Regions from separate parts of the Mus musculus genome. Here region 2 is linked to region 1. Evidence: chromatin contacts called from public capture Hi-C data. All regions are on one chromosome and are shown on one strand. Each heading gives the region's core, a stretch centred on a gene start, on an enhancer-like site or on the middle of the called end of the contact. The rest is flanking DNA. Distances are from core to core; before and after follow the strand shown.

Region 1 (3,036 bases), core at 353-2,852:
GATTCTATGTTAGCAGAGAATGTAGTCATAGTTTAGAGCATACCGACAGGATAGATGCTGAGGGAATATGGTGCAGGAGGATTCTTATTGATGGATAGCTCTGATTAGTCAGCTCTGGAAGCAAGCCTTGACAATCAATAGTTTACAAGCAGGGATAATGTCTTTTGTGATTCATTTTGTTTATCCATAGGTGATATGTCAAGAAATTTGGTTGTCATAATGACATATGGCATTTAGAGCTTAGTTTAATGGTAGACTTGACTAGTAATTTCATAAATCTTCAACATCTGTGACTGACCACACAAAGAGTCTCTCATTCTATTCCTCAGGTATCTTTGACCATAAATGTTTAAACATAGGTTTGTTAGGGAGTAGTAAGTATGCTGAGGTAACGTTTATTAAAACAGGATTTGACAAGAATTCTAGGTTCCAGATTCAAACTACTGATAAATCTGTTAATACTATTTTGATAGGATCTTCTTGTGACTATCTATGACATATGTTTTCTAGGCCACACAAAACTAATAGTTTGTTTCTAGACAGACTCTCAGAGATACTTGGTGATCCATCTGAAATCGACTACTGCCTCTGCCTCCTCCTCTCACACTTTCAAACTCTCTGGGATTAACTTTTCACTTTCATATGGTGGCCATGATAGCTGTTGGTAGCATCACGTTCCATCATTTCAACTAAGACTGCTTTGCTCACTAAAAAAGTGGTACAAAGGATATATGAACTTTCCTGACTTTTTATCTTACTAAGACTTAGACATCCAAGCAAGCACCCAGTTGCCAGGAAGGTACCCGTTTAGTTTCTGCTAGTGGTACCCTGAACTTTCTCTCTCTGAATCCTATGGCATCTGTTGAATCTAGCCCTTACCCAGTGAATGAGAGAGTGGTCAGACTGGGGTTAGATATGAGGTAACCAGGAACATGCAGATATTCCCATTTTCCAACTTCCATAGCAAAATCTTCAGTTCCCTCTTCAGATCCTTAGATGTGGGTGTTGAGTTCAGGTTCACCAGCCAGGGTGTCAGCTTATCCTGAGTGAATGCCCAAATTGTCTTCTTTATAGCATATACTCACAGTAGATACTATTAATATCTGTACTGGGTCCTTAGGCAAGCTCTGTGATGTAAGAAACATCATTAGACATTGTTGTATATGTATCTTACTATGAAATGAAATAGCGGTGGGAGTGGATCTAGTAGGGCTTGGTCTGAAATCAGAGCAGGATACAGAAAGCATAAATGGTTTCTGAGAAGGTCTGTTATGCACAGCAAAAGTCATTGAGCAATCTCAAGCCAGGTGGGAGATGGTGACCATCTTTATCTTCTCACCATGTGGACAGTTTGGGGCATACAGGACTGGCAACATCATGGATGAAGCCCAAGAGAACAACAGTTGTTCTGTTAGCTCCAGGGCCAGCAGTCCTCAAACAATGACAACTGGCCTGGCCTTGCATATGGGTACCTGCAGAGACAGGAGCCCAGTCAACACGGCAAAAAGATAAGTGAGAAAATTGTACCAATAGGTCACCATAGGAAGTGGTTTACAATTGTTTAAGCTCTTTATTAATCCAGACACTAAAAGAAGCAAGAAAGGCATGATTACTTAAATATAAATAAACAACAAATAACACATTAAAATACCCTGAGGACTATACTCTGTTACATAATAATTAACAACATTTATTGAGGTCTTACTCTCTGTATCTGGTACTTAATAGTATTTAACAGTATTCTCTTCTCAAGGCAACCCAAGGAAATAGATGATATTTCAAACACAATCTCAAGTTTAAAAAACGGAAACTCAGAAAGATTAAGCAATTTCCCCCAGGCCACATAAGAGGAAGGTATAATCTTAGCTCTCAGTTCTGGTCTCAGTTATTATGGCTTCATGTCACAGTGTTCTCTAATTCAGCAGCCTAATGTCATGCCTTTAGAGCTTTGAATGCTTTGTTTGTGAAGAGCTTAGGTGGGTGGTTCTGGTTTGGGGCACTAACAGGCAAGTGCAGCCAGACAGTACTAGAGAGTGAGGATGAAGCAATCAGGCTGTTCTGTGCACGCTGACTTGGGCCTTCTCCATCTGGGATCCCCTCATTTGCTCTTTTGGAATTCCTCACACCATGTTAGTCAGTCCCTGGGATTTTACCTAGAAACACAGCCTCACCTGAACCCCCCCCCCCAAAAAAAATTCAATGCTTTTAGTGGTCTTGACTTAGAAGTCATATAACACTGAGGCCAGACAAAGTATCCCAGTTAGGGGAACAGAATCCAGAGTCAGGCAACAGAGTCAGGGTAAGACCCCATTCCAGTTGTTGGGGGACCTGCATGAGGACCAAGTTGCATATCTACTACATATGTGTGGGGCATGGGGGGACTAGGTCCAGCCCTTGTATGCTCTGTCGTTTGTGGTTCAGTTTCTAGGAACCCACAAGGGGACAGGATAGTTAACTCTGTTGGTGTTTTTTGTGAGTCCCTAGCCTCTTTGGGTTCCTCAATCCTTCCCCTGTGTTTGGCTGTGGGTCTCTACATCTATTTCCATTGTCGTCTGAGTGGAGCCTCTCAGAGGACAATTATATACATTACTGTCTGTGAATAGAGGCTGACAAAATAAGTGAAGGAAGAAGGCAGGTCTACAATGTGTCTCTATTGATCCAGTGAAACAACAAACTTGATAACTGTATAATCAATGGTCATTGATTCTCAGCACTTAGGAAATTTTTGTAATATTCACAAGTCAAGAAAACTTATTTTAAAATTTATATTTTCAGGGGCTGGTGAGGTGGCTCAGTGGTTGAGCAAACATATGGTGACTTATTACCATCTATAAAAGGGATCTGTTGCCCTCTTCTGGCATGCATGTGTACATGAAGACAGAGCACTCATACATAAAAGAATGACTGAATCAATCAATAAATCAATAAATATGTTTTCTATTATTGGGTTCAGATCAAAGGGTGGTATAAGAACTCATGGCTGTAAGTAGTTTGAGGAAGGCAAAATTCATCAAGTTGTCATTAAGACAAGAGAAG
Region 2 (3,036 bases), core at 397-2,896, 190 kb after region 1:
CTAAAATATCTTCTCTTCATTGGCAATGCTCCTCAAGAGGGTGAAGGAAAACACCATTGCCCAGATATCTAAAAGTATTTCTAAACAATCAAAGCTGTTGTGGATTTATTAACACAATCCTTTATATTCCCCAAGGGACTTGCTCTTGTATATTTGCTAGTGTTAGAGAACTTAGGATGGTGAATGGGCAAGATAGAGCCAGGTACCACTTCTTGTACACCCTTGGAGGCTAGAAGCTCACTCATGTGGGTGATGTAGCTAGAAGCTGGGATGTGAGAACCAAGAAAGCCTGAATTACTCACAGTAGAGGGATCAACCCTTCTACAAGGAACAAAGGACCTTTTGATTCCACTAGAATCCTTTTATGTGGCATTTCCTATGGTAGTTTAGACTTCCTATATTTTGGTTGTTGAATTATGAGTCATTGAAAGTGGAAACTCTTCATTTTTGTAAGAACTATGTCTATGCAAGTGTCACTTCTGCTTTCTATAGCTCACAGCTGGTCTCAAAGTGAGTTCCCCAGTGCAGGAGAGAGAATATATAGATAATAGAGATAATAGGAATATCTTGTGTCTTATTTAGGGTTTCTATTGCTGTGATAAAAACACAATGGCCAAGAAGGAAAGAGTTTATTTTAGCTTAAAACTCTCAAGTCAAATTCCATTGCTGATGAATGTCAGGACAGGAGCAGGACTAAAACACTGAGGTAGGAACCAGAAGGTACAGAGGAACTATGGAGTAAGCATGTTGCTTACTGACTTGTTCCTCATGGTTTTCTCAGACTGAATTCTTATACAAACCAGGCCCACCACCTAGGGGTGGAATCAAACATATAATTGGCCTGACGCCCCACCATCAATCATTAGTCAATAAAATGTCCCACAAGTTTGTCTGAAGGCCAATCTAATTGAGCTATGACTTTAGATTGTTTCAATTTACCAAACACTATGTATAAGAAGAGTTGACAGCTACAGTTGAAAGCCACATCTGCAGGTAAACTCCCACCACCAACATGCATTAATAACTTGAGTTATTTAGTCTGGGGTTGAGAAAGTCATTCCCATTTGTACTAATTCTTACAGAATTTTGGTTTCCCTTGGGAAGCAATTGGAGCAAACCTTTGGGAGAATTCTAAAATGGGAGTTGGGGTGGCTGCTAAAATTTGGATGTGGTTCTTCCAAAAATTTGACGGTGTCAACATTATATGTGTTGGTATTAAAAGATAACATACCACAAAGGGTTCTTCTCTGATTTTTTAATCTAACAGGGTCATAAAGTTCATGAAGATTTCCATTTGCTTACCCCTGGCATGAGCAAAAGGGGAAGTCAGTACTTGTTTAGAATTGCTAACAGTTTCTTTGGAGAAACATCTGGTAACTTCCTCTCTGCAAGTCATGTTTTTCACTGGAGAGTCATTGAGAGTGATGTGGTGGGGAGTAGGAGGTGATGACCACGAGCTGTCAGTTCCCACAGATGGGCTGCCATTCAGGTAGGCATTTAAAGACCTCACCAAACTCCCAGTTCAGTTTTTCCTCTGCCAAATGGGACTTGTAGCAAATATTGTCCAAAGCTTTGTGATGCTTAGATGGCTACTTCTGGAAGAACATAGAGCTAGAACAGTTGCATATGAATGAGTCAAAAAGAGGAAGTGATCAGAATCAGTGTTCTTAGTCATCATTTTCAATAATGTGACAGACACTTGCATACTTCTTCACATGTATAAATATTGTAATGGGTTTCCAAGCATTGAAACTATTTCCTTTTCCTTTGACTGATTTTATTACTGCATTGCCCTAACACTGCATTTTTGTTTGTGTTATTGTTGTTGTTTTACTTCTAGCTTCTTCCCATTTTTTTCTCAATTCTTTAAGAGTTTCCACAATGTGTTTTGACTATCCTCATTCCTCTCTCCCAACTCCTCATCCATCCCTTCCACTTTTGGCTCCCTATACACTCAGGTTTGAATTTTCTTCTATTTATTGCTCCAAACCAAATGCAGTTTCTGTTGCAAGACTACTATTGGAGTGGGGATTCTCTGGAGTTGGGTCAACCTGTTTAAATATCACTAACCCTTCATCACATAACAGCTTTCAAATGCCAATAGTTCCTCAACTAGGCATGGGATTTCATTTGTGTCTCCTCCTTTCAACCTACAATTTTGTTTGGTTTGTGCATGTGCAAGTCTTGTGCATGCTGTCACAATCATTGTGAATTCATAAGCTCTACCACCCTGTTTTTTTCTGGAAAACATGGTTTCCTTGAAGTTATTTACTGCCTCTAGATTTTTATCTTTCCACTTCCTCTTCCCGCAATGATTCCTGACTGCTATGATGAACATTGTGCAGTCCCTTATTCTCAGTATGTCAGCCAGTTTTAAGGTGGATTTTAGGAGGGAGGGAGCGGGAAAGGAAACTTTGAAATTTTAATAAACACGGTAATTGCTTTTCACCATGCAATACCCAGGGGTATACATGAATTATTTATTTCCATCTACTATCCTCAGCACTAGCTACTGTTTTCCCTTCTGAATATTAATTATTAATGGGACTGAACAGCTTTTCTGGTGTTTATCTTATGTTGTTGTGAATCTGTTTAATACACAAATACCAGCTACATGTTTTTCAAGGTTTTACACAGTTTTCTTGTTAATTTTTAATAATTATTTTATATTTGAGATATTAATAGCATTCTTTTATGTATTCTATCTTAATATTTCTCAGCCTTCAATTACTTTCCAGCAAAGAAATATAGAGTTAAGGTCAATAGATAGTAGCCACAAAAATGGTAAAATGCATAAGATAGTATGATTTTTATTTTTAAATTTATTTTTATCAATGGATCCAATAGAAATATGTTGTTAATTTAGTTTGACAGGCTAGGGCTCATAAAACAGTAACTGAAAAATGCAGATAGCTATATTAAAAACTTTTTATTTTTTATTGGATATTTTCTTTATTTACATTTCAAATGTTATCCCCTTTCCTGTTTCTCTCTGAAACCCACTATTCCACCCTCCTTCCCCTGTTTATATGAGGG

What was found. Capture Hi-C pulls out chosen DNA fragments and counts their contacts.
Region 2: a capture Hi-C map of bone marrow-derived macrophages shows a contact between it and region 1, with 4 times the contacts expected there. The contact joins two enhancer-like sites. A contact is called at or near these places in 2 of 484 Hi-C or Micro-C datasets (the HPC-7 cell line and bone marrow-derived dendritic cells) and 1 of 9 other capture datasets (bone marrow-derived macrophages).

What each region holds. Positions count from the first base shown.
Region 1 is chr1:107,388,074-107,391,109 of GRCm38.p6, forward strand. No RefSeq gene overlaps it. Among named protein-coding and RNA genes, the nearest start is that of Serpinb11, 27 kb to the left of the region's middle. Within about 2 kb of position 1,603, at least 47 of the 459 cell types and tissues checked have an H3K27ac peak or open chromatin away from gene starts, as enhancers often do. A contact at or near this core is called in the HPC-7 cell line and bone marrow-derived macrophages, where this site is marked.
Region 2 is chr1:107,582,640-107,585,675 of GRCm38.p6, forward strand. No RefSeq gene overlaps it. Among named protein-coding and RNA genes, the nearest start is that of Serpinb8, 5.8 kb to the right of the region's middle. Within about 2 kb of position 1,647, at least 60 of the 459 cell types and tissues checked have an H3K27ac peak or open chromatin away from gene starts, as enhancers often do. A contact at or near this core is called in the HPC-7 cell line and bone marrow-derived macrophages, where this site is marked.